2 separate regions of the Sus scrofa genome follow, and region 1 is linked to region 2. The links are chromatin contacts, called in public Hi-C maps. All regions are on one chromosome and are shown on one strand. Each heading gives the region's core, a stretch centred on a gene start, on an enhancer-like site or on the middle of the called end of the contact. The rest is flanking DNA. Distances are from core to core; before and after follow the strand shown.

Region 1 (7,191 bases), core at 1,178-3,677, 370 kb before region 2:
GCCCCCCAAGCTCCACCCACCACACACATGGCCACCCCTAGGAGCAACCTCTAATCCTCCAGGCACTAGAGCTGGGGTGGCAGGGGGGGGGGGTCGCTCCTCCTCCCTGATGGCTTCCCCGTTGCTTGGGCTCCTGGGAAGCTCTGCGGCCGACACCATGATGTAAAGGACAGTAGGCGTCAAAGCCCCCCCTCACAGTCCCTCACAAACTTGCAGCCAGTGGAGTGGTGGTCAGGCCCCAGGAAAACCATGGCATTTGCCACAGCCTTAGCCTGTGTGTGTGCATGTGCACACACACTTCTATTTCTAGCGCTCCCCTTTCCTCACTCCTGCCATGCACCTTGGCAAAACCTGTCCTGTCATTCATCTCTCAGAGACCGACCAAGCACCCACATGCGCAAGACAAACCTTTGCAGAGAGAGGCAGACGGTGGCTCCCTCCTCCCAAATCCAAGAGCCCAGGGAAGGAAAATAGTATTAACTGAGTTCGTGTTTCGTGTCAGAAACTTTAGATGTAGGACTTCTCTCAGTCTGGCCTCTCACCTGAGAGTAAGGCCTCGTTATTGCCATAAGAAGCAAGAGCAGGGACGCTGCCACCTGACTGCCTGAGTTCCAAGTCCAGCTTTGCTCCTGTGACCGTGGCTAGGTGACCTCACCCACATGCCTGCTTCATGGGGAAAATGGGACTCAGGCTATTGTGAGCTCGGAATGACAACGTACATAAAAAGTGCCTAGAGCAGCAGTGTCATGTCATCACATTCTATTAGCTTTATACGTTAAAGAAGAGGAGACAGAGGCCACAGATCGGGTGTTAAAGTGTGGTTCCTGGTGGGCTCCATGCTAATGCTCTCCCCAGTGTTCTTTTAAACATTGTGACGTGTCATTCCCCACCCCTCCCTCACCCCCAGGGATGGTTACAGTGGGCCTTGAAAGTGAGTTTTGGACTAGTGTATGGGAGAGAGTTTGGAGGACCAGAGCCATCTGAGTCTTGTTTGGGCCCTGAAATTGTATCCCTTGAGCTGGGTGCTGCCCGCTGTCGGCGGTGGGCTCTTTCCCCACCTGGGGGCAGGAAGGCCTTGCTGTTATGGGGATGGCTGGCGGCTGGCTCCCACCCCTCCTCTACTCAGAGGCTGGCAGAGACTGCAGGATTCTGACTCGAACCTCCTCACCCCCATCCCCATGCTAAAACCTGAGTTTTCCCTGAAAATATGGCAGAAGTTGAAATTTACACCCAAGCCCACCTGGCTCCAAAGCCCATTCACTCCATTCTTATCTTGGTCAGCTGCTAGACATCTGTGGCAGATAGACAGATGAGTCCACAGGGACTGACACAGTCAGGACTTGACCTTCGTGTGCCCGTGGAGGAAGGGAATGGGAGACTGGGACAAAGGCCAGTGCCTGGGCAGGCACCTGTACGCATAACCTCCGATCACTCAACTTAGAAATCCGACTGATGGGGAGATCATCCGCTCTTACCTAGAGTGCTACAAGGGACTCCCCTCAGTCTCAAGGAGAGACGTATCCAGGGTGTCTTGGGTCAGGCAAACTATGGTTTCAAGGGTTTCTGGAGCTTATATCATGCCCTGAGTCAATACTCTCCCAACTAGCTTTGTGATCTTGGCTAAATCTCTCAGCCTCTCTGAACTTCAGTTTACTAATATGTAAAGCTGAGCAACTAAAGCTGGGCAAATAATCCCTACTTAACAAGGGTTTCCAATGGCCAAGGGCTGCACCTCAGAGATGCTTATGGAATGTGAGTTTTCCTAGACTGTAAGAAGGCACATATGATCCCACTTGATTCCACCCCAGAGATGAAAGCTCTGGAAGAAAGTTTTCTGCACACTCACTCGGATGTTTGCACCTCCTGTGGGTAAAGATGCAGTCTTCACGTCACTTCACTGCACTGCGGGTATCAGAAGCCCTTCTCAGCAAACCCAGCACCTGTGACGGGTCATCAACTGCCTTCCTGGGTCTCCTAGGCCTCTGTGACATGGCTGCCCCCCGTCCCACCACCGTCAAACCCTCCATGCTTTTCAGTGTTGTGCACATTGGTTTCCTCAAAGCAAGACAAGACATGGTACCAAACTGACAACATTCTTCTCAATTCTGCCCATCATCTGGGCCCCGCTTAGGGGAAGGGAGAGGGTACGTGGAGCTGGAGGGGGGCCTGGAAGGAAGCCTCCAGAAGCCCAGGGACCTTTCATCCCAGATCCAATGCCAGGAAGCTGAGTCTCAAGGGAAGCTTCTCAGAGGCCTGGGAAGGCCTGAGAGAGGGTGTGAAGAACTATTAGGAATGTGCAAGGCTCTTCAGGAATCTCTGTCACATGAAAAGGAGAAAGGAAAGCAGTTAACCAGGTCAAAGGGCAGGAGTTTTCAGTTGATTATTCATCATGATTAGAGGATGACTGTTGACTAGATTACTAATTTCACAGGTATGGAGGGAAAAGCATTGTGGACTTTTTCTGCAGCATTTTCCTCCCAACCTTGTAGAGGGGTGTGTGTCATTCAACTCCCAGCACTCAAAGCAGTGAGGAGAGTGAGAATCTGAAGCCCCAATCCCTGGGTTCAAGCTAGGGTTTCCCTTTCACAAGCCTGTGACCTCTTAGACTCCAAATTCCTTGTCTGAAAACAGGGCCAGTTGCTCCCTGGGGGATGAGGTATGCAGCCTCTGAGGACACTTCTCATAAAGAGGGAAGCCAGAGGTTATTGGTCACTTGTTATCATTAGTGTGCAGGAGCCCCGGAGTTCCTGCTATGGTGCAATGGGATTGGCAGTGTCTCTGCAGCACTGGGACCCAGGTTCAATCCCTGGCCTGGCGCAGTGGGTTCAATATCCCAGGTAGGTTGCAGCTGTGACTAGGATCTGATCCTGGGCCCAGCACCTCCATATGCCACAGGGAGGCCAAAAAAGAAAAAGAAAAAAAAAAAAATTCAGGAGCCATAATGTCTCTCCAGGTCAACTAGTCCTGTCTCAATATTAGCAAAGAGAAAAGGAACTATTTCTCATGGTGTTTTGTACTCTTTGGGGATTTTAAAAGTTTTTTTAAAGGCTGAAGAAAAGCAGCCATATTGCTTTGGTTTCTCCATCTGTTCCTCCATCTTATCTCCATCATCTCGGGGCAAGTACCAGCCTTTTTGGTAAGGCCTTGACAAGAGGCCACCAGCAGGCCCCAGGCAGGCCTCCCCGCAGGCTTGGAGGAGCAGCCAGCAGCCGGCTAGCGGCCTGAGGAAGGGGGAGCTGGGACATGCCTTCCTCCTTGGGTCCAGGGCTGTGTTGGGCACTTTTGCCTTCATGGGTGACTTCCTCCATTAATAAATATTTTTAAATATATTTTATGAATGCACTGGTATAAAAATAGATAAAATCCAGGCTGGGCTCTCTCTCTATATATATATACATATATGTATATATATATATATATATTCATACTCATCCTTAGTAATTTTTCTGATATTTTTAAGAGAATTGAAATTTAACTGGAAGTGAATTATGAGGACTCGATTTTGCCACTAGGGGGCAGCACAAGCCCACTAGGTGTTTACTGGAACTAGTGTGGCAGGGTTCAGGGTAAACGGTGGGCAAGGACCAAGCAACGACTCCCACTGCTGACTCACAAAGGCCCTTTGCTTCTCCCAGCGTTTCCTCGGAGAGGGTTGTGTTAGCGGCCTCTCTACCTCAGCCCCAGGAAGTACGCAGGCAGGACGGGGGCTCTTGCCCCCTCTTGGGGCACAGAGTCTCCCCTGGGAGGTGTGGGTCATGCGGGGTCACACGGTGGCGGAGTGGGACCAACCAGAATTTCCTGGCTCCTCCTGCAACACTCCTCCTCTGAGCCGGTGCGCTGGATGCTCCGAAGACCTATGACATTGCCAATGTTGGCGGCCCAGCCCCTGCCGTGTCCATGTCCCAACACTCACTGGGGAGCTGTAGGCCCCCGTGGATTGGGCCTGGGCCCTGCCCACGCCGTGCCTTTGTTCCCTCCCTCTGCCGAACCCCCAGAGCCTCGAAGGGGGAGTTGTTCACTCTGCTCCCCCAGAACTGAGCTGGGACATCAAAGGCACGCAAAAGGCATTCGCTGGGCATGGGGTACGGGACGAACAAGGTGCAGCAAGCGGCTGGGGGTCTGGGCCAGGAAGTACCACAAAAAAAGGAAAGACCAGAAACAAAACCAAACAGAAAGCCAGGCAGGAGATGATAAGGTCTCCAGGCAGCGTTTCTACCTCCTGGGAGGGGGGAGGGGGGACACCCAGCACGTGGCCGGCGGAACAATAGGCCTTTCTGTGCTCTGCAGCTGAGTATACACCCTGGAGGAGGGGAGACCCTCCCCAGGAGGCCCCGTGTGCCCCCAACGCTGTGGGAAGCTAGTTTACAGCACCCAGTTTGTGTGGTTTCCTTCTGAAGAGGTGAGGGTGGTGCTCAAATTCGTGAGATAAATAAGCGCTCTTTGCTGGATGAGTAGAAAAAGATTTTTTTTTTTTTTTAAAGGGGACACAAGACACCAGCTGACTCTGAAATGGATGAGGCAGAAGGCAACTCTGTTCTCTTTCAGAGAGCACCTGTATAGTTCAAAGTGTCCAAGAAAGTTCTGGAACTTTGGCAAACTGGCTGGGCTTGAGGCAGGGGTACAAGGCCTTATACCTAGGCCCTGGAGAGGTGGGTGGGGCCCTGGATGTCCCAGAGCTTCCAGGGACAGAGGTGACATCCACCCACTGAGTAGCGCCCGCCCTCAGGGTTACTACACAGCAGAAGTTTCTCCCCTCTCACCCTGGTGCTGGTCTGGTTAGGCAGGCCCAACTAGGAAGGAGGAATGAAAGGCTTGTCACTGGGGTGAAGAGTAAGTCACAGTTCGGTTTCCGACCTCCACAGTGACCCCCAAGGGATTGGCGCACAGAGGCAACCATCTAGTCTAGACTGGGTGGGACAAGCGGGACTGAGAAATCTGCACAGGAAAGGAAAGGGGCCCTGAGCAGAGTGCTGGGCATTCCTGAGGCTGTGGATCAGCACCTTCCTGGCAGGGGGACAGACACTGCCGACGAGAGCCACAGGAAAAGCTAATCCAAGGAAGGCATAGCCATGGTTTTCTTTAAGCTGAGCCAGACCCACCATATTCAGAAATTCTATGAGAGAGGATGACTGACTTCCAGAACCAAAGAGGACTTTCAGGAGGATCGCCTCAGAGCCCTTCGTATTGCCGCTGGAAAGGACTTTGGAGGAAATATTGTTAAACCTCCATGTGGCCCACAGGGATGGTGTGACTGCCAAATGCCCCACAGCAGCTCAGAGGACAGGAACAGCAAGCCCTGGTTTCTCGGTCTATGGCCCAGAGCTCTTGCTGATAGGTGGCACTACCTTGGGAAAGGAAGGAATAGGTGGCCCAGAGCAGTCTTGACAACCTGGGGTGTCTCTCTGAGGCTCATGGGGCTGAGGGTACAAAGTGAACCTAATTTTAAGGGCCAGACCAGAGAGGGAAGGAAGCCACCAAAACAGTGTGATTCATCGGAGTAACTGGAGAGTCTAAACCCAAGACAGCTCCATGTCACGTGACAGGGAAGGATGTCCAGTGTCCTGAGAACTGCGATCCTAAGAGCCTGAGGCTCCAGGGAGGTCGGAAGGGGTCTGTGTGCCCACGTGAGAGGAGCAGGCCCAGCAGGTCCAGGTGCTTCCCTGGACCCCTCGGGTAGCTCTGAGTCAGCAGCCATTTCTGAGATTGGCACCATCACCCAGGGCCTTTAATGGTGACTCAGCAGAGAGGGCTAGAACAATGCATTGTCTTCCCCTGGAGAGGCCTCTCAGCCACAGACACCCACCTGTGCCTCCTGGGTCCCTCTTCTGCCTTTGGGAAAGCAGAGGGCCACCTGCTCCCTCCCTGGCTCCCACCACATGGGCTGGTAGAGCCTCCCCAGGGTGGGGCCATAGGACCCGCCAACGGCACGGGAACAACATCAGTTTGGTTTCTTAAGCAACCAGATTTCTTCAAATGCTTATTTTTCCAAAGAGATGAGGAACATAGGGTTTAGATTTGGAAGACACCTTAGAGAACAGCCAATTCTAAAATTTCACAGATGAAGAAACTGAAGTATGGATGGATTATATGTTTTCCTAAGATTACACAGAGCTTTCTTCCTTGAGGCCACTGTCTTGCTTGGCTAACCAGCAGGCAAAGGTGAAGGGTCCTCTGAGAGACAGACCACAGCTCAGGGACCTGGGTCAGCGCTGTGCCAGGCAGAACACTGCCCCCTGCCCCACCAGATGTCCATCCTCTAATCCTGGAAACTGTGAATACATCACTTTACACAGTAGGGGTTGAATTGGAGCTATAGCCACCAGCCTATGCCCCAGCCACAACAATGCCAGATCCAAACCATGTCTGCGGCCACAGCTCATGGCAATGTCGGATCCTTAACCCACTGAACCAGGCCAGGGATCGAACCTGCATCCTCATGGATTCTAGTCAGTTCGTTTCTGCTGAGCCGCTATGGGAACTCCTCCAAGATTAAAGATCTTGAGATGAAAGATCATTCTGGATTATCTGGGTGATAATCCTACAGACACAAGGATCCTTAGCAGTGAAAGAGGGAGGCAGGAGAGGCAGAGTCAGAGAGACTGGAAGACGCTCTGCTGCTGGCTTTGAACGTGGGGGAGGGGCTCTGCTCCAAGGGGTGCAGCCTCTAGAAGCTGGTAAAGTAAGGAAAGAGATTCCTCCTGGCACCTCCAGAAGGAATCAGCCCTGCCCACAACCTAACTAGCCCAGTGAAACCCATTTCAGATCTCTGACCTGTAGAGCTGTAAAATAATAAATTTGTGTCACTCTAGGCCACTCAGTTTGTGGTAATTTGTTACAATAGCAATAGATCATTAACACATGTTCCTTACGCCCCTGTCCCACTGCTGTTAGTGGTTTTAAAGAATGCATTTGAAAACCAATTTACCATCCTTTCATTTCTACTTAATAAGATATAAAAATAAATTGGAAACTTACAATAAAAATATCAAGTCCTTTTCCCTCAATAGTGAGTGTTGTACATATTTGATCAAGTTGGACTCAGTTATAAAAAATAAACAATTTAATTTTTCTCTTATCCTAACCCTTTTAAACCTTCTCTTGAATTATTCTTCACCATTTTAGAGTGACATGCTGGGCGTGTCCTAAAGCTTTTCTGGTCACTTTCAGGTATTAAGAAACATCTCATTTTAG
Region 2 (6,675 bases), core at 667-3,166:
ATGATTTTACAATAAAAATACTAAAACAAGGGGTTTCCTGCTGTGGCTTAGCAAATTAAGGACCTGACATTGTCTGTGTGAGGATGTGGGTTCTATCCCTGGCCCTGCTCAGTGGGTTAAGGATCCGGCGTTGTTGCAAGCTTTAACAGTTGCAGATGCGACTCGGATCCAGAGTGGCTGTGGTGGGCAGCTGCAGCTCTGATTCAACCCCTACTCTGGGAATTTCCATATGCTGTTCTGTAAAAAGAAAAAATAAGTAATACAGATTATCTTAATAGAGGCTGACTGGCAAAGTAAGGCATACCCACTCTAATGTGGTCATGGAAGAATCTTTTAGGATCTAACATATGCTCTCAGTTCTGAATAATGAGGAAGACCCCAGCCATGGAAAATCTGGAGGAAGAACCTGGGGAGCTTCCAGGAAAAGCTCAAGGAAGCTAATTTTGTGTGGTCAAGGAATAGGTAGAGGACAATGTGCCTGCAGGGCTGTGAGTTTTGAAAAAGATCTAGGAGATGAGGTTGTAGAGGTAGGCAGGGGCTGGATGATGCAAGTCCTGTGGACCATGGTATAGTACAACTGGAAAATGTTGAAAGACTGCAGGATATCAATGTTATTTATGTTTTACACTTATCATTCTGGCTCCTTTATGGGAGACAGATGGAAACAAGAAAACCAGTTAAGAATAGTTGAGATAAGTGATTAGTAGCTTAACATTGGCAGAAAGGAAGTAAAGTGGATGGTTTTGAGACATTTTAGAAGCAGAACCTTCAAACTTGCTGAAGAATTAGATGTGGAGGTGAGGGGAAAAGTAGGAAACCAGGAAATAGGTTATGGTTTGAACAACAGAATGGTTGACAGTATCATGGGATAGAGAACTGAATTTAGAGGGAAGGGGAGGAATAAGTTTGAGGTGAAGGTAGGAACTGAGAATTCTTTGCAGCTGCGTTACACGGGAAGTTGCCATTGGACATCTGACTGGAGATGTGAAGACTGGGGAGATAAAGGTAGGTGCTGTTGCTTTGTAAAAGATAATGTAGAGCTTTGGAAGGAGAGAAAAGTAGGAAGTGAAGGACCTGGCTGTGAAGCACCCTAACATTAGAGGTTCAGGACAGTGTGTCAAGGAAATAGGTGTAGTGCTTAACATAGTGTCAATGGGGGCTAAACACTGGGCCTGAAATGCATTAGAGAAGGAATCAGAGGTGATATAAACATGCTGAAAGCTGCAGCATTGTGGTATTTTAACTTTTTCTGCTGTGGTGAAAATGAAGATGAAAATCATTTCATCTGAGTTAGCAAATATCATGGAAAATTAAATGTAGATTTTTATTCCATGCGGGTATTTATAACACGTGACTGTCTCCGCATCACTGCCACCCTCGTAAGCAGTTCTTCAGGAGCTGTGATTTGTTTCAGCATGGGGGTGCTCTATGTCCTGGGATGAGTTTGGGGGAATATACAGCATGCTTGTGTTTATTCAGGATTTGGAGAATCCCGTTTGGTAATACCAAGTCATTTCCCCAAAACTTCTAGAAGTTAAAGATGGGATAGGCATCTCTCATATAAGTGTAAAAATTTCTGGATTAGTTCTGCAGAGGTGATGGTCCAGTCTAGTCAGTTCTTAGGAACCAAGTCCTTGGAAGTCTTCCACAGGGACTGCTCTCATGTGACATAGGTGAGTCACTCCAACACCAACCAAGACAGAGTCCTGTGGCCCAGGAAGTGACCATGGGCCCTGGAGCCAGGCCCATCTGAATTCAAATCCCAGCTCTGCCACTTTCTGGCTTTGTCTTCTGAGACAAGTTACCCAAGTTCTCCAAGTCTCTTTTTCCTCTTCTGTAAATGATGACAGTGCCTCACAAGCTTGTTATGAACTTTAATGAGATACCATGTGCTGAGTGACTAACCCTGTGCCCTGATGAGTCATTATGAGATGCTCAATAAATCTTGCTCTGTTTTCTCACTTTGCCCAGTAACACTCTAACCCACTAAAGCCCCAGGTAATTCTGATTCTGGCCCCATTCACCACATGACTTTTTGAATGTAAAAATTAAAACTAAAATGTTATACTTAGAGGTCATTTCCTGAATCAGTGATCCTTTTTGTGAGCTGGCAGAGAAAAAATTGCTTAGGCAACTTCTGCTATTTCAGTATGAGAAAGATTCTCAGCCAGTGAGCAGCACTCTTTCTCAGTCTGGTTAATTTCCTCAACATGGTTATGGTGCTTGTAACTTCCTATTTAAATTCTAGAATTTGACTCTAGTATCTAAACTCAGTAAGAACAAAGAAACTTCCCATCAGCTGCCTGCCAGATTTCCCTACTGTACACCGTTCAGTAAATTTGTCACAGAACCATTGCCATTTTTCCCCCATTTAATTTTTTAATTCAACCAGTTTGTATGGAGGCCCTGCTAGATGCCCAACCCAGAGTAGACACCGGAGTGATCATGAGCAAGATGGACACAGTCCCTGCACACACTCTTGCACAGACCAGAGCTAGCCAACCCCTTCCACTGGTAGAGAAGTGGCTTTCCTTCCCTTCTCCATTCCAAGAGGTCTTTTATGTAGATGAAAATGCATCTTATTTAAAATTCCTGGAATTGTTTGGAAATATGAACTGAAGTTTATTGCCGTCTTTTCTCTGCTTTCCCTTTAATTGAGGAGTAGGCTATTTCCTTTGTGTGTGTGTGTCAATAAATCTGACAACTTAAAAGAAATGAACAAATTCCTTAAAGGACACAATCAGCATTGTTCAAGAAGAAGTAGAAAACCTGCTTAGCCTCATATCTTTCAAAGAAAATGAATTCCTAATGCCCATTTAAAATACTGAAGTTAGGCCCTGATTTGGGCCTAACCCTAGACCTGAATAGCTTTATGGGTAAATTTTTTTTTTTTTTCTGGTCTTTTTAGGGCCACACCCACGACATATGGTGATTCCCAGACTAAGTGTCAGATTGGAACTGTAGCTGCTGGCCTACACCACAGCCACAGCGATGCCAGATCCGAAGTGAGTCTGTGACCTACACCACAGCTCACAGCAACACTGGCTCCTTAACCCACTGAGCGAGGCCAGGGATGGAACCTGCGTCCTCATTGATGCTAGTCAGATTCGTTTCTGCTGAGCCACGATGGGAACTCCATGTGTGTATTTTTAATTGTAAAAGTAACACATGCTTGCTTTAAAACGTGTTAATCTTCTCTAAAATGGGATACTTCTCACTATCAGAAGAGAAGCTATTAACTGCTAGAATTTAGTGTCCACACTTCCCAGACATTTTTTTTCTAAGCAGATACAAATGCACATCTGTGCATACCCACCCCCATGTCCCATACACACACAATGCTTTGCTTGTTTTGTTTGTGCAAAGACAGTATCATACCATTCTGTAATTTGATTTTTTTTCCACTTAGCAATATGTCATGGTCATTAGCATTTCAGCACATAAATCTGCATACATTTTTGGTGTAGTCATAGAATCAGTCAGTCATACATAGTTGGTTTTTTTTTAACCATTCTATGGATAGAACTTTAAGTTGTTTCCAGTTTACTGCTATTAGAGACAATTATTTAGCAAATGTTCTTGTGTATTTTCACATTTGTGTGTGCCTCTCTGTAGACTAGAATCCTCTAGGTGGAATTGCTAGGTCAAAGGGGTTGTGCATTGGAGTTCCTGCTGTGGTGCATCAGGTTAAGGATTTGGCATTGTCTCTGTAGTAGCTCGAGTCACTGCTGAGGTGTAGGTTTGATCCCTGGCCTTGGAACTTTCATATATTGCAGGTGCAGCCAAAAAAGGGGGGGGGGATTGTGCATTTTAAACCTTGATAATGTGAAATTGCCTCCAAGAAAGATGACACCCATAGTAGTTTCCTGTCAACACCATATGAGAATACTCACTTCCTCTCTCTCTGCTACTTGAGTACTATCAGTCTTAAGTCTGCCAGTCTAATAGGAAAAAATGGAATTCATTTTAGTTTGCAGACTTCTGGTTTCCACTCTGATGTGTAAAAATCTTGGAAAACACCATTCCCATCCTTACAACAAGAAAAAGCTGGACAAACTGAAAATCAGTGACCTTTCTCAGGTCCATCACAGAAGTGCAGGTTCAAGGTAAACCACACCCTGAAATCTGGAGAGACAGGTGCATCCAAAGAGAGGTAACAGAAGTCACTGGAGCGATAAGGGTGGGACTGCTTAACTAGTAATTGTGACAAATTGCTGGAGACTGAGTGTAGACTCTTATGAGTGAGAAACACCTGGGGCCCCAATCATAGGAAGGCCCCACAGTTTTGAACTCTTTTCCCCCCAGGAGCCCCACTAAGTGCTCATGGTGAGGATCTGAGAAAAATCCCCCCTTCACCCTGGTGGAATGGGAAGAATAGCAATGGTATAACCTTCCTGGATCCTTCGCCATAACAAAGGTCCACTCCCCAGGAATAATACTGAAACCTTGTCCCACTCAGAGGTGGGGATTTCTGTCCTACTCCAGCCCCTAGCCTTCCTGTCTCAACTAAAACAAACCCCCAAAATACAGTTAACAGGACATTGGGAATGGAGTGTGGAGGAGGGCCCTCTACTCAGGGAGGAGGACAGAAACATTTTCAATATATAGGCCCACTGAAGACTGGTTTAATCAGAAGATTATAGAACACTTCCCTCCCTGATACCTTACCACTATTCCAGTAAGCCTGTCATGGATTACAGCTGAAAGATCTACAAAGCCCAAGACTGTCTGAGTGGGAGTTCAAAGGGAAGCCCCAAAGCCAAGAGAGGGTACAAAAATAAGGACACCAGAGAACTTTGAAGCCTGTGGAATTTAGAACTACAACAAACAATAAACATAGCCCAATCCCTAGCCCTATTAACATAAATCCTTACACTAAAGGTCTATTTACCTTACCACCTATTATTAATACAGCATGTCTGGCTTTCAACAACAACAAAAAATGCAAGGCACATTGAACGACAAGAAAAAACAGAGTCTGAAGACAGAAAGCAAGCAATCAGAGCTGATTTAGATATGATACAGATGTTGGAATTATCAGACAAGGAATTTATTTATTTAGCAAGCAAGCAAATTCTTTTTTTTTTTTTTCTTTTGTCCTTTTTAGGGTCGCACCCATGGCATGTGGAGGTTCCCAGGCTAGGGGGTTGAGTAGGAGCTGTAGCAGCCAACATATGCCAGAGCCACAGCAATGTCAGATCCAAGTCACGTCTGCCACCTACACCACAGCTCTCGGCAACGCCGGATCCTTAACCCACTAAGCGAGGCCAGGGATCGAACCCACAACCTCATGGTTCCTAGTTGGATCATTTCCACTGCATCAAGACAGGAACTCCAAGCAAAATCTTTATTACAGGAAAGCAAACAGCTCCCAGGACAGTTGTGAGGGGGAAGAAGAGTCCCCTCCTCTGTTGTCCTATAGAGGTTTTTATCCCTTAAAGATGGGTTTACCAATGTGGGGTCCAGAAAGATGTGATTTTCTCGCACTGGCCTTGCCCAGTTACCTATATCAGTCCTTGTCCAGTAGGGGTCTTAGGGGTGGAAATGTCCTGTCAATCTCATGGTTTCTTTGCCTTTCTCTTCCTGTAGACTGAGTCACAGGGGGTTAGAGATTAATGTCCATCTGGGCGTACAGACAAGGAATTTAAAATAACTATGATTTGTTAAAAGCACTAATACAAAGATAAACATCATGTGAAACCAATTCAATAATGTCAAAGGAAAGATGAAAACTATGAGAATCAGAAGGAAATACTAGAAATAGAAAACTAATGGAAATGAAGAATGTCTTCAGTGGGCTCATCTACTGGACACAGTGAGGGAGGAAGCAATGAGTTTGAAGTAGAACAATAGAAACTTCCCAAATTGAAACTCAAAAGGAAAAAATAATTTAAAAACAGAACATTCAGAAACTGTGGGACAATTTCATGAGGGTTAACGTGTGTGTGACTGGAATAATGGAAGGAGAAGAGAACAGGGCATAAGAAAGATTTGAAATAATAATGTCTGAGAATTTTCCCAAATTAGTTACAAAGAGCAACCTCTAACAGATCCAGGGAGCTCAGAGAAAAATAAAAAAAGAAAAAATCAGGAGTTCCCATTGTGGCTCAGCAGTAAGGAACCCGATTAGTATCCATGAGGTTGCAGATTCAATCCCTAGCCTCACTCAGTAGCTTAAGGACCTAGCATTGCTGTGAGCTGTGGTGTAGGTCTCAGATGCAGCTCAGATACCTTGTTGCTGTGGCTGTGATGTAGGCCAGCAGCTGTAGCTCCAATTCGACCTCTAGCCTGGGAACCTCCATATGCCACCGGTACAGCCCTAAAAAAAAAAAAAAATCAAATCAAAACCTAGACATTTTACTTTGCAATTTTTTTTATTACAAGTGAAGCTTGGAATCTTGGCAATTTGTATTTTTTCTCTAAATTATTCATTTTTTAAACTTTTTCTTATAGATTTATAGGAATATTTTATACATTGTAATCCTTTGTTACGTACATGGCAGGTATTTTCTGCTGTAGCCTTGTCTATAGAGTCTTTAACAATTCAGAAATATTAAAAATGTTTGTGATCATTTTTGTATCTTTTTCTTTCTTGATTTCTAGTTTTTATGTGTTGGTTAGAGATTCCCTTTAACTTTCCCAAAACATTATAAAAACGTTACTTTTTTTCTCTGA

The links. Hi-C and Micro-C count contacts between places; a contact is called where the count stands out from the background.
Region 1: a contact with region 2 is called in a Hi-C map of embryonic fibroblasts, with 2.2 times the contacts expected there. The contact joins two enhancer-like sites. A contact is called at or near these places in 3 of 47 Hi-C or Micro-C datasets (adipocytes, embryonic fibroblasts and fibroblasts) and 1 of 2 datasets of contacts at active chromatin or transcription factors (alveolar macrophages).

The regions. Positions count from the first base shown.
Region 1 is chr13:96,965,212-96,972,402 of Sscrofa11.1, reverse strand. No RefSeq gene overlaps it. Among named protein-coding and RNA genes, the nearest start is that of CCNL1, 36 kb to the left of the region's middle. Within about 2 kb of position 2,427, at least 52 of the 83 cell types and tissues checked have an H3K27ac peak or open chromatin away from gene starts, as enhancers often do. A contact at or near this core is called in embryonic fibroblasts, where this site is marked.
Region 2 is chr13:96,592,277-96,598,951 of Sscrofa11.1, reverse strand. No RefSeq gene overlaps it. Among named protein-coding and RNA genes, the nearest start is that of LEKR1, 45 kb to the left of the region's middle. Within about 2 kb of position 1,916, at least 16 of the 83 cell types and tissues checked have an H3K27ac peak or open chromatin away from gene starts, as enhancers often do. A contact at or near this core is called in embryonic fibroblasts, where this site is marked.